Regions from separate parts of the Rattus norvegicus genome. Here region 2 is linked to region 1. The links are chromatin contacts, called in public Hi-C maps. All regions are on one chromosome and are shown on one strand. Each heading gives the region's core, a stretch centred on a gene start, on an enhancer-like site or on the middle of the called end of the contact. The rest is flanking DNA. Distances are from core to core; before and after follow the strand shown. Region 1 holds the start of Ahcyl1 (adenosylhomocysteinase-like 1). Region 2 holds the start of Eps8l3 (EPS8 like 3).

Region 1 (7,685 bases), core at 1,438-3,937:
AATTATCCTGACTCCTCCATGCACACATATCCTCCCTCCATAAGTTAATGTACTAAAAATTTTAAGGAGGGAATAAAATATACTTTAAAACAATTGCTGTTGGGGTTGGGGATTTAGCTCAGTGGTAGAGCGCTTGCCTAGCAAGTGCAAGGCCCTGGGTTCGGTCCCCAACTCTAAGAAAAAGAAAAAGAAAAAAAAAAAAAAACCCAACCCCCCCCCCCAAAAATCCAATTGCTGTTGCTATCTTAACTTTCAAATGTCTTTCAAGTTCCAAAAAACAGACATTAATTAGGCAAATGCAGAAACTGAGGCACATGAGTTATTCACTTAAGGGGATACTGATTAATAGTAGTTGGCTTCTTGACTGACAAATATTCAAGTCTTGAATCAAACTAGCAAGCCCTGTAATACCCTTAGCACTGGAGTAGCCATCCAAGAATACAAAATTGGGCATCATTATAGTTGGGAGAATAAGAAATGCTTTTGCTCGATGGGCATATACTGTACCTCAAACAAAGCAAACAATAATTAAAACCTGGCAAGAAAAGCATACTAGAATCTGACCCGATTGAGAAGCATTAAAGTCACCTATGACCCTAGGAATATCCTGAGTTCCAGAGGGGCCCCAGGAATGGGAATGATCCAAAGATTACCCAGTTTAGAGTCAAACTGGGATCCTTTTGGATGAAGACTGCGCCATTTTAAAGAGACCCTTTTCTCACACTATTCAGTACCAAGCCAAGTTCTCCTGCACCCTCCTCACCTTTTCCATACTTTATCACATTACACATGGAAGAGGTTCAAAGTGACCGAAGTCATAACGTCTAGGAGCTGAAATTCTGAGAGGGAATAAAAAACCAAAACCAGTTACCCAGAATTTACTACATGACCTTGACTAGTCCTCAACTGGCCCATTAACTAAATAAATGCCTCCTATCACCATCATTAAGGGAAGGTAATTAGTCATCGTAATGCATTTTAATACAAGTACAATGTACGTACCACACAACAAAACTCAAAGAACAAGATTAATAACATGAGGACACATATACTAGCAAATGGAAATTTACAACAGGGTCTTCCCACACTCCTGGCAGAGACTTGCTTATTTTAGCTAATGGAAAATGAGTCTCTAAAGTCATTAGCACTTGGCTTCACAATAATACTCATTTGTGATATTCCTCTCAGAAAGAAGAAAAGAAAAAGAGATATTTACTGGTGTTGGCATTTAGCATCTCAGCTACTGGTTATCTAGATTGGCAATTAACAATTAAGTACTATATGCTTAAGTACTATATGCAAGGTACAGAACTAGGCCCCATATGTACACTGGTAAATGAGAGTCCTTGCCTCTATGAGTTTACAATGTATAATACAGATTTTGGCTTATCAATATTGACTTGCAAGAATATAGTTACACTGAAAGAAAAAAAGGAACAATAAAAATGACCAATACTCTCTGGAGTAGTTAGACAAAAGGTGGGCTTATGGTAAGAGATAAATAAGAGTCAGGGGGATTCAGCTATCAGGGTTTCCAATTCTTTCCCTTAAGTCATCCAAGGTACTGCACGAAAGTATTTTGCTTGTAAGAACTCTAACTTTGTATTCAAATAGTGCAGACTGCAAAAGGTCACTTCTCCAACAAAGCAGTCAGGAGAATGAGAGCACTAAAAATGAGGTCAACTGGATCCCTTAGGATCAAGGGATCTTCTATAAACCCTTTAAAGGTGTTCTTGGTAACAATCTCAATTGTGTGAGAAAGCAGAGCTAAAACACAGTGATGACTTCTTTTTCTGAGACCAATTAGTTTCCTGGAGGAAAATAAAGTTCTCTCAGGCACTGAGAGCAGCCTAACTAGTTCAGGTGCAGGAACCTTGGGGATTAACTATCTCTGCAAACCTTGCTCTGCTGAATTTATATCATCCCTGAACCCCACAAATACCATAGGTAGGATGAGCTTTGAAATGACTTTAAACAAGAGGGAAATATTTCAGAAAGGTCACCTCTTGCTGTTGGTAGACTGCTAATTGGGTACCAGGCTAGAGGAAGGTCAGAGAATGTTTGACAGAAAGCACTGGGGATCCCAATCCCACCACTGAGAGAGCTGGTTAGACTCAGTCCTCCTTGGATCACCTTTTCCAAGAGCAGTACAAGGATGTCCTTTGAGCTCAACCCTCAGCACAATAGGCTGAACTTGTTCTGCTTCAGTAAGTGCAGTAAAGAATGAGCAATCATTTCTTACCACCCACCTCTCCAACCCACCCAAGCTTCTTTCTGGAGGGATGTCTAAGTGATCTATTCACATGACTGGGATCAGCCCGCATCCATGTCAGTGTCTACTGTCACCAACCTCTAAATTTTCCTTTCTCTCATACTTCCTAACAAGTGGAAGACTGAAAGGAGAGTATCATTTTGCCCTTCAATCTCTTGTTGCTTTTAGAACCTTCAGCTGCACAAACCAGTTCATATAGTTCTTTCCTCTTGCCTCTAAGCTATCACGCAGTTGTTGGTGAAACAGCCAATTCTTCCCCAAGAGATGCCTTGAAAAAGCGCTGCCTGATTTCCCCCACTCACCTGAGGGGAAATTTCCTGCACACCCTCATCCCCTGGACAGGTCAGATGAGTCGTTCACCCCCTCCCAATCTCGTCTTCAAGGCCCTCCTCCATCCAGGAAAAGTCTGTCGCGAATTTAAGGCCTGGCCCTGTCGGGCTTCAGAAAGATCCAGGAGGACTCCGGCCGAGGGACAAAGAAAAGCGAGGTCAGAGCGGCCTCTTTGGCTCTAGATAGGCCCATCGCCGCTCACCGGCCACCCCCTTTATCGTGTCAATGGTCCTGAGCACCCCAAACCTTAGCCCGAAGTCCCGAACTACCCGAGTCCGGGCCCGGGGCTTGCTCGCGCCCCTTCCGCGAGGGCCCTCGCCGCCACCCAGAGCCCCCGCACCTTCTTGGGAGCCTTGGTGACCGTGGCCATGAAGGAGTACTTCTCGGCGTCCTCGATCTCCTTGGCCTGTTTCAGCTCCTCCCCGACACCGGGCAGCGGCATCGCGTCAGGCATCGACATCCCCCGGCCGGCCCGGCCCGCGGCTAACCCGCCGCCCCCGCCTCTTCCCCTCACGGGCGCCCGCCCGTCCGCGCGGCGCCCTGGGCCACGCGCTCGCCCGCCTTCCCGCCAGGCCCCGCGCCGAGCTCCTTGGGCTTCCGAAGGGCTGTGACCCGCGCGCCTTGTCGGCTTCTCAACCCAAGCCTGCCGGACAGCGACGGCGGCCACAGAAGAACCAGAAGCAACAGCACGCAGCTCCGACCTGCCCGCGCAGCCACCTCCGCCACACGCAAGCACGCACGCAAAGTAAGGGTAGAGGGCGGAGACGCCACGTCAAGTACTGGCAGCACCAAGGAGGGTGGGGAAAGAGGCGGGGAGAAATGGCGCGCTCTAGTGACGTCATCACGCTAGACCGGGCCGCAGGAACCGCCCCTCCTTTCCTGCTCCGGGATGATTAGCTTCCAAGGGTGAGTAGTTGTACCTTGTCTGCCGCCAGGTGGTGCCATCAGCCCTGTTGAGCCCTGTGTGGTTCCTATAAAGATGCCACAAGACTGAGGGTCTTGGGACTGCCAATTCCCCAGGAGACCTCGGAATGCGGAGGTGAAAGGGCGTCGGGAATCGGGAAGATGGCATATCAAAAGCAATACTTGGGAGCATAAGCCAGAATTCTATCGGACGCATTTTCCGGCCCTCCATGGGAAAATTCAGTGTTGGAGACCTACTCACTACTCACTGGCGGCCCACACACACCCTGGGCCCTTTGGACCAGAAGCCTATTTCCAGGGGACAGTGTTTGCTTTTTGACTTCACAGGGGGCAGAACAAGCTGAGAGTAGTCTGGTTTCTACACAACCCTTTATGACCTCCATCACCATCTCCTCCTGGGCCTTGTCTGTTTACAAGACCTTCTAAGGGCTGCAGTGCTGATGTGAAGAGGTCATTAAGATAAGGTTGATGGGTGGATCAGAGGGCAGAGAACAGGGCAGATTGAGAAAAAGCCACAGCCAAATCTGTTCTCTTGCTCCACGCACTCTCTAGGCAGTAGTCTTTCCCTGCCAGCTCCACTTGCAGTGAGTGTGCAAGTGCAGGGCATTCAGTTTGGACTAGCACAGTCTCTGGGTTCTACTGTGTACAGTCTCCCGTTAAAGGCCCTGGGATGATAGAGGTGTATGTGGCATATTTATGTTTCCAAGAACTCATCCATTTGAGAAGGGAAAGCCTGTTTGTAAGCTGGGGTCAACTGAGGTATCTTATCCTTTGAAAGCCATTCAGATGACATTGGCTCCAATTCCTATGTCCTGTGGAAAGTACAATGCTGTCCCCAGGATTTCTGTGAATTACTGAGGGGACTTAGGTTTTCATGGTCACCTTTGGCCCTAGTCTGCTGCCTCATCCGAAATTTTATTCACTATTCCAGTCTTACTGTTTCTTTAGCTCTTATAGTCAAATCGGCCCCTTTCTCTTTCCAACTCTCACCCCTAGACCACAAAAATGAGGCTATAACATGTAGCAGAACTTTTAATGAAGTTTTGTGGGTCGCAGGGGAGAGGTTACATCACACAGCAAACAGTCTTCAATTACATTTTCTGAAATGTTCCGAAAAGAGATTTCAGCCATCTCACCATTGGGATTTCTCAGCGGCCACAATCTCCCTCAAGCTCTCTAGTACACTACACATCTAGCTGCCTCCTGCGACTCTTTTTTCATTCCTTTGCTTTACCCTTCTCTCTTGGGTGGACTCAAAGAAGCCAGATTCTTCTCTACTATGCTGGGAGTAAGTCTTCCTGAGGACCTTTCCCCTAATTTCTTCTCTAAGTCCATTCTTTTATATCCATCACCTCACTGGGTTGTAGGTTGTTTGTGATAGGGTCTCACTATGTAACCCAGGCTGGCCTTGATCTCTTACCCTGTGCCACCATTCCTGACCTTACCAGGTTTTAAAGACTCAACTTCATCAAGAAAAAAGTGGTCTTAAAAGACACTACCCCTCCCCCAATATTCCAGTGCTCAAGGTTTCTGGAACCACTGAATTCTTGCTATGAGAAACCTGTGGATGTTTGAAGAGGGCTGTTGAAGTACCTCGAAGGATCACGATGTCTTAAAATGTTAGCATTCTCTCATGTGCCCACTCTTCAGAGCAGTCAGATTTCTCTCCTTGGGAATTCTATGGCCAAAGGGGACAAAGAGAAGAAACCAGAACACTAAGCTCAGCCATACAGGGCCAGGCAGGCCCTTTCTCTTTAGAACTGGGGCCTGGGAACCACAACTGGCCCACTCAGGAGCTTTCATCTTTTTGATTTTGTTCAAACTATTATTGGAGCCCCTGGATTCAATTCAGCTGAGTCTTTAGAAATCAGCTAGGAACTCTCCCCTGAATTAAAAAAAATATGTGTCTTGAGACAAATCATTTTTCAAGCACTGGCATATCTATATTTTGGATTTGATTTTTTAAAACAATTTTTTTCTCCAGGTTCTTTGTACTTTCTCTGCACATTTTGGTCTCCAGGCTGTGAGCTTCCTGGAGATTGAAGACTATACATCTCTTATACTCCTTCAGAGTCAGGAAATAGAGGATTGTCCTAGTTTCAGGTTCACTGGACCAGACTTAGAATAGAACTTTATTGTATGACTTAGGTCAAGATAGAGACCAGCAAGTGGTTCCACTTACCAGTGTGCCTTACTGGACAGGAGGTCTTAGGGGAGATGGACAAGGATGCTTAGTCTAAAGGTAAAAAGGGCACCCCTGTGATGCTAGAGAGGCAATAGGTCTCTGTGATAGAATCCAGCCTAAGGTCATGGCGTTCCTGAAAACCAGCTACTGCAGAAGGCCATGGTGGCCATCATCTCCCCAGGTGGAGGCTGGAAATCAAAGTGCTTACCCAGTCAAAGAGTTTGGCAGCATATCATCCGTGAGAAACACTGCATGCTGCCTACCTCATGCCCAATCCCGAGACAGTCTCACATGACTCAACTGGAAACTGCCACTTCTGGATGCCAAGACATGGCTTGTCTTTGCCTGTTCCCTCACCTGACACTACCTGTGCTATCAAGCAAGCTACATCCTCAGGACACCACAAAGGCACCCAGACTAGAGAACCATCCCTGTGCCAGTGTTTGTGAAGAGGAGGGATCTAAGGACAATACTACTAGTTGTAAGTGGTGGTAGAAAGTTTTCCAAAGGTCTGGAGATCAGAGAGAATCCTGCCCTAGAAAGGGGTAGCTGAAGGACAAAGATGAATCAGAAGATCACATGACTAAAAGTGTTGCAATGTCTCACATGGGCTTGCTATGCTTAGTCAAAAATACTTAGTCTACCCCAAAATTAATTTATTCTTTATTTATAAAACAAAGTCATGATGATTTGGCAAATGCCACATATTACATACAACAGTGGTTCCATGGGATTATTATGGAGTCACACACGGGTACACACATCTGTAGTCCAAATAGTCAGGAGGCTGAGGCAGGAGAATTACCAAGACTTCAAGACCAATCTGAGCCTACAATGTGAGTTTGAGGCTAGCATGGGATATGTAGTGAGACCCTGTCTCAACAAAGTCAACGACACCAAAACTTGGTTAGATTTTTGTCAACTTGATACAAGCTGGAGTTATCTGAGATCAGTACCTCAACTGAGCAAATGCCTGATTGCTTGTAGCCATGTCTGTGGGAGCATTTTCTTGACTGATGGTTGATGTGGGGAGCCTAGCCCAGTGCAGGCAGCCACATAACTAAGCAGGTGGTCCTAGGTGGTATAAGAATGCTAAGTGAGCAAGTAATGGGGAACAAGCCAGGAAGCAGCACTCATAGCTTGTGCTTCAGTTCCTGCCCCTAGGTTGCTTTATAATGAATGGGCTGTGACTAGGACATTTATGCTGAAACCCTTTCCTCTGAAAATTACTTTTTGGTCATGTTCTTTATTATAATATAAAGCAAACCAAGACTAAAATCAAACTCAAACAAGATTCTAATGATATCAAACTATTCCTATAATCCTGTGACAAAGCTACTGTAGTAGTTTTAGCACTGCACATTCCACAAAGGTTTATGGTGATGCTAATAAACATACCTCTTGATATGTTTATGTTCTTAAAGTATTTACCATTTTTCTACAGCCTCTTTCAGTATTCAGCAACAGTAACATGCTGTACAGCCAGATGCAATGGGTGTGCTATACACATTGTGTGTAGGGCTGTATGACCTACAATCTTTGAAGGTATACTGCATGACGCTCACACAGTGCTGAAACTGCCCAGCGACACAGTTCTCAGAACGTAGGGTTAACTAGGTTTTAAGTTCCATCACTGTACTGGATGCTGGAGATATAGTAGGAACAGTGGCTTGAGAAAATAATAGGCTAAGGCACTGGCTTTTAGCTGGGTACAGGTTCTGTGGGTCTCAGCGGATGAACGGAAAGGGATTCACAGCCAGAGATGCTACATGTGCTGTCTTGATAGTAAACAGATGGCTATGATTGAGAACAGAATCCAGGCTGAAGACACAGCCTTAGGAAAAGCGGGGCATTGAGACAGCTTATCATGCCATGGAAACTGTCACTCTTTTACTGTGTTTAGGACATAAAGCTACAGAAGCACAGAGTAAAGGCTGAAGCTAGAGACAGATCCAATATGGCCTGTTGCACCAT
Region 2 (7,685 bases), core at 1,729-4,228, 190 kb after region 1:
TACACCACATACACACACATACACACACATGCACACACATACATACACACACATACACACACATACACACACATACACATACATACACCACATACACACATACATACACCACATACACACACATACATACACATACATACTCACACACATACACACACATGCACACACATACATACACACACACACAAACACATGAACACACACATGCACATAGACACACACACACATACACACACACTAGGAGGGGGAGTAAGTTTGGGATATGGTCACACCCAGCTTCTCACCATGCGTTTCACCTCTCCACCCCAAATTATTGTTATAACTTCTACCTGACATCCCCTTCCCTCTTCTTTTCTTCGCTGGAATCCTTTCTGGCCTCAAAGGTTGACACCATCAATTGCCCCTCAGAGTGTCTTTCTGATGCACTCAAACAGACAGAACATAGCCATTTGTGCCTTCCACAGCACCATGCAATGTTTGTTTACGACTCATTCTCATCTCGGTCGTCATAGAGACTCAGAGATGGGGCCACAGACCTCAGTGTGATGCAGGCACTCACAGAATGACACACGTAGCAGGTATCTGGAGCCAAAGGCCAGAATCATCACATCCCTAGGCAGAGAGAAGGAGGTTTCTCAGAAGGCAAGAGTCACCTGAAGACTGTTTCCAATCGGTATCCTAGGCAGAGACAGCACCCAGTCAGGTGCAGAGGCATGACTCAAATAGGATTACAAAATGTCCTCCAAGTGCAGGGTAAAGTCCAAGTAGCATCAGGTGGTGGGAGATAAGGCGTATTTACAGCAGGAACCTGGACTTCAAGGAGGGACTCAAGGGGAGCTGAAGTGGTTTTGGTTCAAAAATGAATAATCAAATCCCCACTCAAGGAAGATCTTTATCCATCCACAGCCAAGGAGGCAGGATTAATAAGAACGAGGGTGGAGGCAAGGTGACAAGTTATTGGACTGTTGTAGTCAGAGGCAGACAATCTGACAGTCTGAAGGAGATGACCACAGAGTGGGAGAGGAGGGATGGTCTGCGTACTGAGGAGGAGCCCACACATGGGGCGGTGGGGCTGGCTGATGTAAGGGCTGAAGGGGGACTAATGAATGACTCCAGTTCCCCCGTGGGACACCCACAGGTGGGACCATGGCAGAAGGGCATGAGATATTTAGAGGGAGGTGATGAGCTGTATTTTGAAGTGACTGTGACTCACAAGTGTGTGTTCTAGCGCCTGGCACGGTGCCTGGCAGGAAGCTGCGGGGCAAACTAATGGATGAACAACGAGAGTTCCCCCAGTCTCTGTAGCCTCACTTCCAGGAAGATTCTCTCTGAGTTCTATTTCCTTCCCACCCAAGCCCCAGCTCCTCATTCACAGCCAGGATTGCTTGGGACTCAGAACTGTCTTCCCAAAGAAGCTCCCTTCCCCATCCCTAGAAGTGAGTGGCCTGGCCTCTCTGTGCTTCCTAATGCCCTGCTCTAGTCAACTTCCAAGCGCCTGGCACCAAAAAGCTCCAGTCCCACAACTCTAAGGACACCCAAAGGATCATGGAGTTCACGATATTGAGAGTTCCTGCTGGTACTCATCCTAGTCCAAAGATGTCGGCTAGGTCTCTATTGTGGGTTGAGTCTCTGCCCAACTCTGTTTCCAGGTAACCTGTGGAAATCCTTGCTCTGTTTACGTTGACTTGAGAGACAGGGTCTGGTCTGAGTTGGGAAGAATGAGGTCCTGGCTGGTCACCCAAGCCAAGCCTGAGAATGAAATATGACTATGGCCTTGATGAGGGAAGGCAATAAAGAGTAGGTCATTCAAACCTGGAAGCGGTACATGTGGCTAAGACCCCAACCAAGAGAAGGCCCAGGGAGGTCTAGAGGGCTAGTTCACATAGGATCATGGCGTGGTGCTGATCCAACAGGCAGTTTGACCTCTAGGCCCCAGAAATTGGCTGCCCAATGGACTTCCCTGGGGGCTCATACCAATTCAGGTCCTTCCTAGGTCCCTGGACTCTAAGGCCATCAGAACAATGCTGCATGAATGTTGGGAGCAGGACATCATCTCTCAGTGGGTCCTGAGGAAGCCAAGGACAGAATCCTGACTGTAGGCGAGTTATATGATCCGCATGAGTCTTCTCCACACATCCTAACCCCAACAGGGCCTGAGGCTCTGTCCCAAGAGGCCTAGCTCCCACATGAGCATCCCTGCCCATCCCCCCTTCCTTCTACTTCTGCCTCATTCCTTTCATGTCTGTTTATGTCTGACTTCCTACTCCCAGCTATGAGTTTCCAGAAGGTAAGAAGTCTGGCCTGCTCCAGGCACTATAGGAGGTTTTTAAACAATGCAACTTGCAGGTACTAGGCGGGTTCTTGAATATCGAAGGGAGGCCTTGGTTTGAAGGTATCTATCTATTTAGGGTAGGGCAAGGTGAGGAAGAAAGAGTAAAGAACAAGTGTGGCCAGGGTAGAGAGGGGACAGAAGGTGGACATGACCAGGACGAAAGAACCCTCATTGTCATGCCCAAGTGACCCTAGCTCAACTCCTCTGACAGGCCATGTTCTATTCACAGGCAAGACTTGGGCACACACCACACCCATGAGTGCAGCACATTAGCATAAAACACACGTACCAACCCAAAGCTTTGCTTGGGCCTCTGGTCCATCAGTAGCCTGTCCCTAACTCAGAAACTAGGCTCACGAGACCACATATTCCTTTTCTTGTTTGTGGCCCCAGTGCCTGATGCTAATCCAGGGGCCCCAGAGGAGATATGTAAAAGGTAGGGAGATGAGGGGCCACACCCGAGGCCAGAGGCCAACAAGGAGGAAGCTGGGGAACAGGGGTCTCTGGTGAGGCTCTGGCACCTGTCAGCATACTTACTTAGGTCCACTACAGTGCTGTGCGGTTGGTGGCCTGAAAGGCCTCCCCGCCCTCTAGAGTCCAAAGACCACAGGTGTGGCTTCCTCAAAGCCTGCTTCCTGGCTCTCAGGCCACCTGATCACCAGTAGGTCTCTGCCTGCGGCGCTGGCAGAGAAGCCAAAACAGAACTCCCTCGGACAACACTGGACCACTGGCTCAAGCATCGGCTTCCTTGGGAGACCAGACACCAGACTGCACTGGGAATCAGGTAAGAGCCTATCTCCAGCGAATAGCAAGGATTGGAGATCCTGGGGCCAGCATGGACACCGCTGTGGCTTCCTATGGTTGGGACATCTTGTGGTATCTTCTTAGATTCAGGAGCAAGGATTAGCCTCGGGAACTTAGACACCTGCTGGAGACCAGGAAAGGCAAGGAGCTCTAGAAGGCTTCCTCCAAGGTCAGCCTTATAAATATTCCTTCCTTGCTCTATACATACCTATGTATACAAGGGAGAGCAAAGGCCAATGCCTGACCTTAAAAAGGCCCAGGCAGGTCAAACAGCCCCCAGCCCTGGAGTGTAGTTTCTTTAGCAGTAGCTGTTATCTCTACCAGCCAACAGGAGCCCCTGGTGACCTATAGGGACCATCCTGATGTGGAAGACTGGGACAGGGCTAATCTGAAAAGGGCTCCTTTTTCTTCCATTTAGAAGCAGGAATTGAATGCCACAGCCTAGAGGGTGACGGAAGGTAGAGGAAAGGAACAGGATTCTAGCACCCTTTGCTCTTCTAGGAAAGGGGCTCTCCCTGATAGGGGAACAGAGATCAGCTGCTTGTCTGTGTTGCCATGACGCTCACTTGGAGAATAATTTTTTCACCTGTGAGTCACCTTACCCGCTCTCTATCATTTTCATAACAGTCCCCATATATGGGCGTGGGTGCTCCCTTACACTTTGGTCAGGATATTCCAGGGTTACAAAGAACCCAAGTGTGCCAAGCCGATCGATACATGAAGACGCACAAAACTGTGTTAAAGGCACATGGATAACACATTCTCTTGACACACACACACACACACCCAGCACATACAACTGCATGACATTTAATTCCACTCCATCTCAAAAGATGTGTGTTCTAGTGCGGCCCTCCTCTATGACCCACTACCTAGTAACAGGGACACATTTGTAAGCCACATAGTTCCGGTTCATTTCCCTACTAAACAATCAGTGTGACCCTAGGCCTGTTGTCCTCTTTGAGTGGCAGAGTCCTCATCTGAGAAGTGGGGATAACAGCTTCAGGTCTGGGGTTCTTTTGAGTACTTGCTGGGTCACTGAGGCAAATCCCTTAAAGCTACGCTCACCACTTGGTGCTGGAGAATTACCAGTTGTCAGGACTGCTGTGACCACTACTGTTGTTAGGGGGGAACGGGCAGCGCTGACAATGGCATCTGGGAACACTCTGGGCAGGCTGTGGTTATACCAGGCAGTTGGCTGTGAGCTGGATTTAGGGAGTTCAGGTGGGGAGGGTCTCTGGGAGAGCATCTGGGAGCACCAAAAGGAAAAGAGGCAGGAGTGGTGGTCAGACATCAGATGAGTGTAGGTCCCTAGCAAGTTCCACAGAGCACCTCCCACCGCAAGTCTGTCTATCTTCTATCTCTAATCTAACACACACACACACACACACACACACACACACACACACACACACACACACACACCAGGCAGGGTCATTAGCTGGGAGCTTCCTCCCTATTTGCAGAATTAAAACAGGGCTTGCTACTGTAACTGAGGCCTCTGCCCTCCCAACAGAAGCAACTCATTCATGGTCTCTTTCACATCTACTCCCAGAGTAAGATCTGAGCCCAGATTCAAATAATGGGAAGCCATCCATGTAGTGCCCCCTGCCCCAGGCAGGCCCCTCCTCCCCTGATCCATGGTCTCCAAACCTAACAAGATGAGGACTTCTGGAGCAGGACATCAGATGGCTAGATTGGTCCCCTGGAGTCAAGGGCTTTAGTTCTGGTCACAGAGTCCCCAGGTCAGAGCAACAGCAGCCAAGCCTTGTACTCCTGTTCCTTAGTCCGATGACTGTCTCTGGTTTATTGTGATTCTAGGAAGCTGTCCTCAGCAGTGTCGACATGTCCCGGCCCAGCAGCAGAGCCATCTACTGTAAGCTTCATTCCTTTCCTTCCCTGCTCAGTCCCACTCTGGGCCAAGCTCTCCAAACCCCATCTTCTCCACTATCCCTGCAATTGTCCAAGCCTCACCTCCCTTCTGCTGCCCACTGCCCTTGACTTTGTACCCACAGTGCACCGGAAGGAATACTCCCAGAGCTTGGCCTCAGAACCTACCCTCCTGCAGCACAGGGTGGAGGTGAGTACCGCTGGGGCCAACAGTTTCTGAGTAGAGCTAGCATTCCTGTGTGCCCACTGCCTTACCAAAACATAGAAGCCTGACCCTGACACAGCAGCTCGACCTGACTGAACTCTGTGGAGTCAGTCACCTATCTTGAGGCCTAAGGGTCTGCCGAGCCAAGGGGAGTATAGGATAGTTCCAGGCAGGTCCAGCTAGAGGTTGTGGGAATGGGTGCTGGGTCCCTAGACAGAAGTGACAGAGTAAATAGTCAAGAGCCACAGAAAGCTATCTTTTTGATCTCCCTTGTTTCCCAGCCCATCTCCTGCACTTTGTTCAGGATTACACAGGGCTGCTGGGGAAAAGGTATGAGGGTTGCAGCTATAAGGGCCAATGTCATAGAGGGGAGAGTTATCCTGCACTCCCAGACCGGGTCGAGCCACTGGAATGGAGTCTTTGGCCCCACCCAAGTGGACAGCTGGCACTTGGTGATCTGGTCATTTTAATTGGCTTTAAAATGACAAGGATGTGGTCAGAAGAACTTTTTCAACTAGGACATGGTAGGGGTCACAGTGCATGGGAGTAGGGGATGGACAGAACCCACCCCAGCCTCTGGTGTTAAGAGACAAGTAAGAAACTCACAGTACAATAGAGAAGGGGCTCCCCAGCCACTATTTAGCTTCTCTGTAGAGTAGGGCTGAGAACTGGCTTCATTGAGACCCATCAGGTGAGAGCAAGAGGAGGTGGGCTCAGGGCAACAGGCTATTGGGCTCTGCTGAATTACTGGCAGTGTGGCCGCAGGCTGCAGCTGTTCAAAAGTGAGGACTGACAGTCCAGGGGCAGGAGTTAGACTGATTGTCCACAACAGGAATCTGGCGCACAATTGGAGGATGATTCAAGAAGCCAACATTTGGCTTTGGGAAGAGAAGAGGGTGGCTAAGGGAAATGGCACGGACTTGGGGGGAGCCTGAGAGCGCTTCAGGTCTCTCTGTGCAAGAATCAGGAAGAAGATCCTTGACCTTCCTGAGAGCCCCGCAGCTCTGGGTTGGCAGAGCTGGAAAGACATCTGGGTATGGGCAACAGGTATGGATAAAGGCACGGGTCAGGCAAGTGAGGTCACAGACCTGGGGACAATATGTCCTAAATGCAGCAAATGGACTGAGGAAGGTCCTGCAGCCCACACAGAGGAACATGGATTATTTTGTCGGATGATTGGAACCCACACCAATGACCGCACAGTGGTCCTGGAACACTCCGTGTATCACCTTAGCTCTAGACCTGGAAGCCTCTTCAAGAATCCAACTTCTATGAGCTATATTGAGAAACATGACCTCCCTTCATGGGGGACCAAGGACACACCTTCCTCCCTCACCGTCTTTTCCCTGTCTGCTAACTATCAGGGATCCTCTCTCCAAACCTCCTCCAAAACCAGTCTCTTCCTCTCCCCTTAGCATCTGATGACGTGCAAGCTGGGGACACAAAGAGTCCGGGAGCCAAAGGATGCCTTACAGAAGCTTCAGGAGATGGATGCCCAGGGCCGAGTGTGGAGCCAAAACCTGTTCCTGCAGGTCAAAGATGGCTGGCTCCAGCTGCTGGACATTGAGACTAAGGTCAGCCTTCCCTCTAAACCCAGTCATGGGTCCTAGCTAACCCAGGATGCTATAGAGCAAGGATCAGGCTCTCTGCCTGCTTCTCAGTGCCTCTCCACATCCAACACACATCTCCAACCAGGTAGAGGCAGGGTGGGAAGTAGGGAAGAGGCCTAAGAATCAGGATAGAAACTCTACCAGCCCACTGAGGGCAGGAATGACCCCTTCAGGGGTCAGTGTCTCTCGGTGACCTCACTCTTGGCCTTTCCATCTGTTTTAGGAGGATCTGGATTCTTACCGCCTGGATAACATCAAGGCCATAGATGTAGCACTTAACACCTGCTCCTACGACTCCATCCTGTCTGTCACTGTGCAGGAGTCTGGCCTGCCAGGCATCAGTACTATGCTGTTCCAATGCCAGGAAGTGGGGGTGAGTGACTGGATACGGTGGCCAGGGGTGGAGTCTGGTGATCGTCACGCGTGCGCGCACACACACGCACACACACACACACACACACACACACTCACACACACACTCACACACACACACACTCACACACACACTCACACACACATTGTAATACCTGATGCTTCCTTCAGGCAGAGCAGCTGAGGACAAGCCTGCAGAAGGCCCTGGAAGAAGAGCTAGAAGAAAGGTAGGCTGCCTCTGCCCTGTGACATATGGGGTTTCTTAGCTCATGTTTAAGGGTCACATCCTGGCTGCACATTAGGAGAACTCATGATTCTGGTATCTGACAGACACATGCCTAGAACTAATGAAGGCTTAGACCGATGAGGGGCATGGAGAACATGCTGAGTGTACTAGATACTATCTACAGAGGCTGATATAGAACCCAGGAAAGCCCAGGGACTGGGCAGAAGAAACATGATGGAGTCAGGG

Evidence for each region. Hi-C and Micro-C count contacts between places; a contact is called where the count stands out from the background.
Region 2: a Hi-C map of kidney shows a contact between it and region 1, with 3 times the contacts expected there. The contact joins the promoter of Eps8l3 here to the promoter of Ahcyl1 in region 1. A contact is called at or near these places in 2 of 12 Hi-C or Micro-C datasets (hepatocytes and kidney).

Annotation. Positions count from the first base shown.
Region 1 is chr2:198,013,424-198,021,108 of GRCr8, forward strand. Ahcyl1 (adenosylhomocysteinase-like 1) reads right to left here and starts at 2,688. Exons shown (of 16, transcript NM_001108561.1): 1 at 2,575-2,688. It overlaps LOC120100914 (a long non-coding RNA gene), which reads left to right and starts at 3,373. Exons shown (of 3, transcript XR_005501202.2): 1 at 3,373-3,508.
Region 2 is chr2:198,199,884-198,207,568 of GRCr8, forward strand. Eps8l3 (EPS8 like 3) reads left to right here and starts at 2,979. Exons shown (of 19, transcript NM_001106463.1): 1 at 2,979-3,116; 2 at 4,958-5,012; 3 at 5,152-5,216; 4 at 6,647-6,805; 5 at 7,065-7,214; 6 at 7,385-7,440. The coding sequence starts at 4,982.